Regions from separate parts of the Anas platyrhynchos genome. Here region 2 is linked to region 1. A link is a contact called in public Hi-C data. All regions are on one chromosome and are shown on one strand. The core of a region is the stretch at or near the end of the contact, and the rest is flanking DNA. Distances in the headings are between cores, read along the strand shown.

Evidence for each region. A called contact is a pair of places that touch in the nucleus more often than the background predicts.
Region 2: a Hi-C map of subcutaneous adipose tissue shows a contact between it and region 1, with 3 times the contacts expected there. The contact joins the promoter of LOC140001958 here to the enhancer-like site in region 1. A contact is called at or near these places in 4 of 8 Hi-C or Micro-C datasets (liver, skeletal muscle and subcutaneous adipose tissue).

The regions. Positions count from the first base shown.
Region 1 is chr2:89,786,170-89,791,229 of IASCAAS_PekinDuck_T2T, reverse strand. LOC140001957 (a long non-coding RNA gene) reads right to left here. Exons shown (of 3, transcript XR_011807797.1): 3 at 65-5,060. Among named protein-coding and RNA genes, the nearest start is that of LY86, 46 kb to the right of the region's middle. Within about 2 kb of position 2,854, at least 6 of the 8 cell types and tissues checked have an H3K27ac peak or open chromatin away from gene starts, as enhancers often do. A contact at or near this core is called in subcutaneous adipose tissue, where this site is marked.
Region 2 is chr2:89,999,427-90,004,021 of IASCAAS_PekinDuck_T2T, reverse strand. LOC140001958 reads left to right here and starts at 1,709. Exons shown (of 2, transcript XM_072035030.1): 1 at 1,709-2,034. The coding sequence starts at 2,011. The region is part of intron 10 of RREB1 (ras responsive element binding protein 1); the gene reads right to left.

The sequences.
Region 1 (5,060 bases), core at 1,605-4,104:
GCTTGGGTTGATACAACTGAAGGGCCTGAAGATTTGTGGCCTTGCGTTACCTTTAAGCTTTTTTTTTTTTTTTTTTTTTTTTTTTTTTATTTCCTAGGGCAGGGAGGTCTCAAGGAAGCTCGTTGAAGTTCCTTTCCCATCTCTTTCCCATCTCTGCTGCAGTACAGGGTCCATACATTGCAGGGCTTCTCCAGCCCTTTGAAACATCCTAGTGGATATTAAAAAAGAAAGCAGCTGCAAACATGTGGAACAGTCATCCTCCTTTATCAGTGCAGGCATCTGGTGTTTGGGGGGCTCGGAAAGGAACGGAGCTGTCTGGACAGATGTGATACGAGCTCCAGCATGATGTATCTGGGCTGTGGCTGAGACCCAAAGCTGGTCACCACAGAGAACTGGAGCACAAAGAAGCCTGCTATAAGTAACGGTATTTACACGTTCAGGATCTAACACGTACGGAGAGAAAACTGGCTCCCTTCACCAGCCGGCGAGTGAAGGGATCAAAGATGGCAGTGCTGGGAGTGATCATGATGGGTGTCAGAAGGGCTGCTGGAAGATAAAGAAGCACAGCAGCAATGCTGGAACAGTGACACAGGCACACAGGGGTGCTGCAAAAGGCATGTGGGACAGTGGCCATCATTTGCTCTTTATAGCACACATCTTACTTCACTCTACCATTGTAAGAATAATTTTACCATCTGTGAACAGTTTTCATGACACTCCTTTTCCACACAGCCCTTCCACAATTATTTTTTCCATATTAAATTTGACAGTTTTTAAGTGTAAGATTGTCACAGAAAAAGATTTTTTTTTTTTTTTTCTGGCTCTTGAACATTTAAAAATCTTGTCTACAGCATTGCTCCCAAATAATTTTTGTAGTTGTTTAACTATGATGCTTCTGGGTTTATCTCGTGCTTCATTACCATTGTGAGCAAGTGATATTTCGCCCCAGCACGTCATGGTAGGAAAGAGCCAAGTGAAATCCCTGGCTGCCTGATGCAAAGTATCTGTGCTTGAGAGAGGGAAATACTAATTCTGTTGTAAAAAGCAATGTGACATGCCATCTGCACAATGCTGGGCAGTTATGGTCATTCACGTTCAAAAAAGATTGATTCACACTGGAACAGGTGCAAAGAAAGGCTGCGGGAGGATTAGGGCATTGGAGAGCTGGTGTTATAAAAGTACATGGAAAGAGCTTGGCTTATTCAGCCCAGCACCATGAAGGCTGAGAGAGGGATATGATCGCTCTCTATAAATACATCCTGGAGGTTAATGCTAAGGAGGAAGAGGAGCTATTTAAGTTAAAGGACAATGCTGACACAAAAGCAAACAGGCTAATGGACTTGTCCTCCATAAATCATGGGATCACAGAATGGTTTGGGCTGGAAGGGACCCACAGAGATCACCTACAGGCAGGGTCATCTTCCACCAGATCAGGTTGCTCTAAGCCCCATCCAACCCAATTTTGAACGCTTTCGGTGCTGGGGCATCCTCAACACCTCTGGGTGATCTGCTCCAGCCCCTCACCAGGGCCTGCAGGGGCTGTGGGACAGGCAGGGCCCCGCCAGCCGGCCATGTTGTCTCCTCCTGCGCCCTCCTGTGGAGGATGGCTGGGTGCCTGCCAGGCGTGAGCTGCCTCCACACAGGGCTTTCACCAGCCCGTCCGAAGCAGCCGTTGCAGCCTCAGTCCTGCTTGGAGAGGGAGCAAACCCTACGTGCGAGTGGCCAGCTTTGTTCCTTGGCTGGGGGAGGAGAGGCTTCCCTTTGGACACGGGATTTGGGGCTGTGGAAGGAGATGCCGCCTGACCTGCTGCTGGCCTCATGGTGGGGCTGGGATGGGGAGCACCAGCAGCATCGTGTGGCAGCAGTGTGTGGCCTTGGCTGGCCAGCCGGCATGTCCCCAGGAAACTGTGCACATTTTGTCCCTGGCACAAAGCACGGCTGGCCTCTGGATTCAGCCCCGAGAAGATCCCTCTGGGTGTGTGTCACTTGAAATCACTCGCATCGTGTTGTGCATTGAGGATCTGACTTCTCCTCAGATCTCGCTGCCTAAAAATGTTGGCAACGTGAGCCTAAGTTGCTCTCGGTGATGGGAGCAGAGTCGCTGGTGGCTTGCCAGTCCCGTTTTATTTCCACCCTGGGTCACATGCTCACAGCGTGAGGAGACTTCACCTCCAGACCAGCAGGATGGAGAGGCGCTGCCCGTCCTGCATCAGCATGAGCCTTTGTCTCCTGCTGAAGGGCTCAGCAGAGGCAGGAGTGGCTGAGCCACCTTTTCCCCCAGGGAAAATGCTGCTTTTTGCTTTCAGGACGCTGAGCCGGCGCAGGGCTTTGGGCACATGGCTGCTCCGCGGTCAGGCAGTTGACCTGAGGACCGGGTCATGCAGAGCCATGAAGGCCACGTTGAGGTGGCAGGGTTGGCTTTCATGGCTCCGCACTGCAGTCACAAGTGTCCTGACTTGTATGTTTCAGGGCCTTTTTTCCCCTCCTTCTCTATTTTCATTACGTGAGGCTGAGGGCAAGCCATGGAATGCATATTTCACAAAGGACTTCCATTCAGCTGTTAAGTCAGGAAGTTTGCCAGAAATGTAATTCTTTCATATATCTCCAGGATAAAAGCTGGGCAGGATGGAGGATGGCTCATTCAGGATGAGACATTACAACACTTTTCTTCCTGGCATAAGACGGTATGTGGCTGTACTGCCTGTGGCTAGGTGCTTGGCTAACAGTGCTTCTTTAAGGGGAGATTTAATATAGTTTTTTTAATACCTCTTCTTTTGCTTTGCCCAATGAGTTTAGCTTGTTGGGACATCCTGTACCAGAAAGGGACGCTTTTCTGTTTGTATTAGATACCTGCTGCCCTCTTATGGCTGACTGTCTCTATGAGCACTGTGACAGCATGGTTTTTGTGCATTCAGTGCAAGGAACCAGCTTAGCTCAGAGTTTTTTTCCAGCAATTTCATAGCATAGGACAAATCTCTGTAGAGAAAGTCTGGACAGATCTCTTCATCACTCCTGGTGGTATAACATGTCTCTTCCTTTTCCCCTCACTCACCTCAAAACCCTTCCTTAGCACCACTTGCTTCTGCCACATCCTGCTTAAATCCTATTAGGAAAGTACTTGCCTTTCCTAATTTCTTTAACTGTTCAGAGGATGAACAAAGAAAGAAAACAACAGTGCGTCCATTGAACTCCATCAGCTTTCTGCAGACCACAAGAGACCTCCCGAACATTGTCAGGGAGACACTGGATTTACCAAACACTTGGAGAGAATGCAGACGGCTGTATTTGTGAAAGGCTTTACTGTGGTACCAGAGACATGTACTGTCAACTTCTGCTAGTTTATTACCAGAGGTGTAATAATGTCTGTTCTTTTCTGAGAAAGCTATCGGTGCCCTGCCTGCCTTGTTGACTTAGAGGGATTACGTTTCTTACTGAGTGGAGACCATGCGGTTCACTGCTGAACTGCTTGCTGCTGCTTATCTATGGGCAAGGTACAGCCTGCTGCTCCCTCAAGAGCATTTCCTCAAACAGCATGGGCTCTCTGGAAAGCTTGGTGCTCATCACGTGTTGTGAAGTTCCTATGGTTTTCTCCACGAAAAGAAAATCTTAAAGACTGTCTGGAGGTACACTGCTGTATTGCAGCAGCAGAAAGGAAGAAGTAAGATATCTGGAAGGAATTTTGCAGATGAGTTAATGATCAGCGGAGCATGAAGAATGGTACCGACACAGCCTGCATCTCTTTGCCAAGGAATCTAGCATCCTACTGAGGACTGGAGGCCATAAGTGACAGGGGAAAATGAAAGATGAATTGCAGTTAGGCAGACAAACAAGCAGTACTGGAGGAAAGTTCCAGCAGCTGGAGCTGAACTTCATTCACAGTTTTCTCACTCTTTTGACTTAACTGCTTTTGCTAATTTTGATAACGATCTCAATGAGAATGCGGGATCACGACCGTTGTTGTTTCATCGTAGTTAGCCAAACTTGGTGAGAGTTTAATGAAAACAGCAAGGCTGCACCCTTTGATGTTCCCTCTTCTATCTAGCTCTGGAAAGAACAGTTTTAGAGCACTATTTTTAAAATGTATTTTAAATCTGGGTTTGTACATTGTGGAAGGTGGGGGTGAAAGTCTGGCTTCATTCAGATCAGTGGGAGTTTTGCCATGATTTGCATGGGCCAGAATTTCATCCTTGTTTATGTAGTTTTGCAGCCAGGCTGAAGAGCTATTAAGATGCCTGGGCCAGAAAAAGAAATCTTGAATCTCAACATTTTTTTCGCTATTGCAAACAGTTGGGGTAAAAATGCTGGGAAAGTCCCAAGGAAATTGAACTGGTATAGAAGTCATGTGCTTAGCTGTCTGTGTTTTAGATGCTTTTTCGTGTTCTCCATCTCCTCTCCCACTGCCCGAACTGAGAGTGATGTGCTGCGGATCAACCCGATCTGCAGAAAGCTGCAATCCTGATGCGGAGCCATCTGCATTGCCTTCAACGGCAGGGGAATGCTGGGTAGCTTTTTAAGATCAGATAATAGCTGGGTGCAAGACAACCTGAAGTCTGAACATACTTAGTAAGCAATGTTCCTGACTAATGTAGGCAGCAGTTGGTTTAATAGCAATCCACATCTGGTAGCCAAGGCACTATGGGATGTGCTTGGATCAGGTTTGGGCATGCACTGGGTGAAAAACTGCTCTGTTAGGCGAGTTGCTTTTTTGTAAGCTGCCATTACAGGTCAGTGCAACACTGAGCCATGTGTGAGGTTTTCTAGGTCACACTTTTGTAACCGTGAATTAGCACCCATGGGGTTTTCAGGTGGTCTTTCTATATCTAGTAGCACTCATCAGCTTCTACATTCCCCAGTCTGTTTCTGCACAGCCAAGAGCATGTGCAGCTGTTCATTTCATTTGACAAATCCTGCACCTCATATTCCAGGATAAGTCAACATACTTAAAATTTCTGTTTGGGGTAGAACAGTGAAGCCAGTAAGTGGCAGTGTAGCTTTTACCCCAGTATTTGCACTGATTTTAAAAATGGTTACAGCTGTGCAGCTTCATTCCCTAAAACATC
Region 2 (4,595 bases), core at 460-2,959, 210 kb before region 1:
TGTGAGGACGGCACGCTCTTCTGAACAAACTTCCTGCTGCTTTTAGATTTGTTACTTCAACAAATCTTCCATGAAACATACTCAGAGTGACACACCGCTGCCCTGCCTCTCTTGGAGGTGGCTGCTTTGTGCAGGCCCTTTCCAGGGAGGGGACGTGCACCACCTTCTGCCAAGCTTCCTCCGTGCATCAATTCCACTTGGCCAGCACAGAAAAAAAATGAATTGCTGCACCCAACGTGGCTTCATGTCTGCTCACCCCTTCTTCTAAATGCCACTCACCTGCCCACAACAAAAAGCCTTGTGAGATCTGACAGGTGGTCTCCTTTATTGCAAAGCTCTCAAAAGATGACAAGTGAGTTTTGGTGCAGACAAATTTAAAGTTAAAAATATCTAGAAAAAGTCATCTGAACCATGCCTACATGATGCTGAAGGTGGTACAGGCAGTATGTTTAGGCAGGAGGTCTCAGAGCCATCTCTCAGAGTTCCCCAGGATCATTGCCTTGGCCTGCATCAGCAGCCAAAATAAAGCTAAAAAACACTGGGTATCACAAGCAAGGGTATTGAAAGCAAGACAAAGGGTGTCCCTTTGCTGAGGTGTAAAGGCCTGGTGTGCCCTCATTTCAGGTTGTGCATGTAGTTCTGGTCTCAGCGCCACAAGAAGGACATAGCTGGGATGCAAAAGGCACAGAGCAAACCTGATCCAAGTGATGGGGCAGGTGCCCTGTGAGGAGACACCGGAAAGGCTCAAGACCCTAATTTTGGCAGAGAGAAGGGGCTGATAAGATTGAGGTCTGCAAATCACAAAGGCAGCAAAGAGAGCAACCAACAGAGCTTTGAATCCTGCAGTGCTGGAACAAAGGGAGGCTCTCTGAAGCTTGCAGGGGATCAGCTTAAAAAAAAATATTTCTTTACACAGCAGGTACTGAACTTCTGGAGCTTGACACCACGTATGTGAGGTCAGAGGCAGACAGCATCAGCAGGTTCAGAAAGCAATCGGAGAGAACGACAGAAAGCCGGACCATAAACAGGTACTGAAAGGAGTGGGCAGGGATGTGCCCTCCCAGATGCAACCCCAATGCAGTGGTTGCGGATGCTGGCAGAGCACAAGAGGCACAGACTGCAGGAAGTGGCCAGGCCCACAAGCTCACCCTAAATAGCACATCCTACTGATACCATCAGAGAGAGTACACGGCTGCATGGACCACTGCTCTAATGCAGCAGGACGTTTCTTCCATCTTTACGCTTTGCTCTTCTACAGCGCTCAGTACAACTCACACAACTCGGTCTCACCACTCTGAACAACCTGGGCGAGCTGCCTGCTCTAGGGGGAGATCCAGCATTCCTCAGACTGGGGAATAAGCCCATTTCTCCCCAGGGAGCAGATGGCAACTCCAGGTTTGTGCAACCTCTGTTAGATTTGGTAGAAAAAATAACGTATTTTTGACATGGGATGGAGGCTCATGACCTGACACAAGAAAACAGTGTGCTTATCTGTGCTTGTAACGTGTAGTAAGAAATCTCCTTGTGTTTTCGTTTCTGTTTTATTTTTTTTTCTCTCATTTTTCCCCTTTACTGCTTTCTCCATCCCTTTCTCTCTTGAGTCACCTGGTCAGTAATCTCTGAGACCAGCCTTTCGCAACCAAATTTTATCCTCTTCTGCTCTTGTGGGGGGAAAAAAAATTCCCTAGTCAAAGCTGACTGTGGGATTATTCTGGGTTGTGCCTGCGTGCACAAAAGGAGGGGTCTGGGGTGCCTGCGAGCACAGTGGGAGGGGTCCTGGGTTCCTGGGTGGGACGTTTTAACACTATATAAGATACTGTCACGCAGCAATAAATTGGCTTACGGCACAGAACGCTGGTCGTTGTGTCCGTTTGTCCCGGGGCTTTCAGTCGGGTTATCCTACATATGGTGACCCCGACGTGATACGAACCCCGACATGCAACCGGTTGGCGCGAGTTAGGCGCGGCGCGAGTTAGGCGCAGTGCGTACGTGCTAGGTACGCGGGTGGCCATGGGGCCTGGAGTCGATGAGGTGGTGAGTACTGTTAAATCCTTGGCCAAGGAAGTAGGGATAACACTACGAAAGAAGGACGTACAGTCCCTCTTGCTCTGGATGACACGCCGGAATCTGGCAAAGTCTCCTGTCCATTGCCTGAGACAGACCGTTTTAGAAACGGTGGGACGGGATTTATTTGATAGCGCCTGCATCGGGAACAAAGAGGCGCTGACTTTGTTACCAACCTATGGGTCGGTGCGAGCGGCTTTGGAAAAGGTAGCCAACGAGGCATGCCTGTGGGCTACTGTGCACCGTATGCTTTTGTCCGATGGGGACAGTGAGAATAAGCAAGCTCCTATGGAGCTGCCGATAAAAAACGATCTAAAGGAAGGGTCAGAGCAGGTGAAGGAGGAGGCTCGATTGGGGGATAAAAATAATGTGGAGCAGGAGAAAGAAGAGGGTGGGAAACCTTTTGTGGCCCCCCTGCGAGTTCGGTTGGATCGTGAAGGAATAGCAACACCCAGTGCCCCTCCAGCAGAAGGGAGCACAGTACATACTTCATCGGACGGGTCCTTTTGGGGGGTAAATAAGAAGGGCTCCCTTATTCTGTTCCCTGCTGGGAGTCCAGAAGGGGCAGGGGTGGCATCTGGGCAAGCGCCGGCGTTTTCGGGCTCCCTCCGGCCGCCGCTGTATGCAGTCCCCCCCGTGTTTGACCCTGGAGAGCGGGAGGGGGGGGAAGTGCGGGTGGAGTCTTTTTCGGAGAAGCCCCTACCATCGTCCGTGTGTCGCGTTCCTGTTCCGTCGGGTGCTACGCCCCGAGAGAGAGAACGAGTGGATAGTGAGAGTTCAACAGATGAGGAGTCTCGAGATCCTCGACAGGTTACCCCGCGGCAGCCGATGCACATCCGCGAGGAGGTGCAAAAGGCAAGAGAAAAATGGACTATTAGTGCGAGAGAATGTCTTCTCTCGGGTTGTGAAATAACGCCAAGTCCTGTGCGGATAGGGTGTTTTCCTGTTTTCGCAGGGTCTCAGGGACATCAGTGGCAGCCGGTAGACTATAAGATGCTGCTACAGTTAAAAAAGGCTGTACAGGAGGGTGGGTTCTCTAGCCCACAGACACAGGTTTTGTTGGATGCGGTGGCTTTGCAAGGGCCCCTGATGTTTGACTGGCGGCAGGTTGCCCGAGCCTGCCTGACGGCAGCGCAGGTACCCATGTTAGAGTCTTTGCTAGAAGAGGAAGGTGAAGTGTTAATGGCGCGTGCATGGGCGAACCCCCAGGATCCTTTACATGGCATGTCTGGGGAAGCGTTGTTGGGACGAGGGCGGTGGAATACTCCTCAGGAACAATTGTTGCTGCCGCAAGCTGTGCTTATTGCCGCCGCCGATTTGGGTCGTAGGGCATTAGAGCGGATGAATGCTGTAGTCAGCCCGACTCCCAGTTATCTGCATATTCGGCAAAAACCTGAGGAACATTTTGGGCGTTTTGCAGACAGGGTGCAGACAGCTGTGGCCAGCAGTAATTTACCACCGGAAGCACAAGATGTTGTTTTGAGGGAATGCTTAAGGACAGGAGCTCAGCCTGAATTCAAAGCTGCTCTTGCAGCGCTTCCGGCTTCAGCAAGCGCGGGCGAGCTGATCGCTCGTGGCTGTGCGTTTGGCAAGGCTCAGGAGATGCAACCTCTTGCTGCTGCTCTCAGTGAGCAGATGGCAGGAGTCACGTCTGCCCTCCAGACATTTGCCCTCCAGATACATCCTGGTGGTTGTTTTCGCTGCGGACAGCGTGGTCACGTAGCTCGTGAATGTCCCGAGAAAAGGGAACCTGTGGTCGAAGTCAGCCGTATTCGTTGTTGGGTGTGTGGGCGGTCTGGCCACCGCGCTCGGGAGTGCTCACAACGCAAAGGGGAAGTGAAAGAGGGAAAAAGGGATGGGCAGTCGGGAAACGCCAACGCCGGGACGAAAAGGGACCCACCGTCTCGGCCGCAAGCGTGGGTCCCAACCCCCATCGAGCAGGGGTGGACAAGTCCGCCGTCCAGTCTCGGGCCGGAAAACGATTGGTAAATACAGAAGCTTGGCTTGCAGGTTCACGGGCAGTGGAGCAAGGAGTGGAGATTCCCGTGCAGCAGCGGACTGCCACAGCTGAGCCCACTGTGTTCCCTCTGATAGCCGAGAGTGATGATGGACTCTCTAGCGTGAATTATCCCCTGATACAAGTTAGCTTTGACATGGGTTCTCGGCCAACTTTGCCTGCCCGAGTAGCTATTCAAGGTGTGAAGGATCCATTTCCACCGGTAGCCACTATAACATTTTTAGTGGATTCTGGTGCAGATGTCACCTCCATTTCCGCTGCACACTGGCCTCAACAGTGGCCACTAGATCCGCTGCCCCGAGCGGTCAGTGGGGTGGGTGGTTTGGTGGAAGGTCATCGTAGCCATCATCCAGTATTGATTCGCTGGGATGACGCTGGCGTCCGGCGGGAGGTGGGGCCTCTCAGACCCTATGTTCTAGCCATTCCTATATCACTGTTAGGTCGTGATGCATTAGTGTTAGCAGGAGCTCGCTTGCATATTGAACCTTCACAGCAGGTTTTATACAGGGGGCCA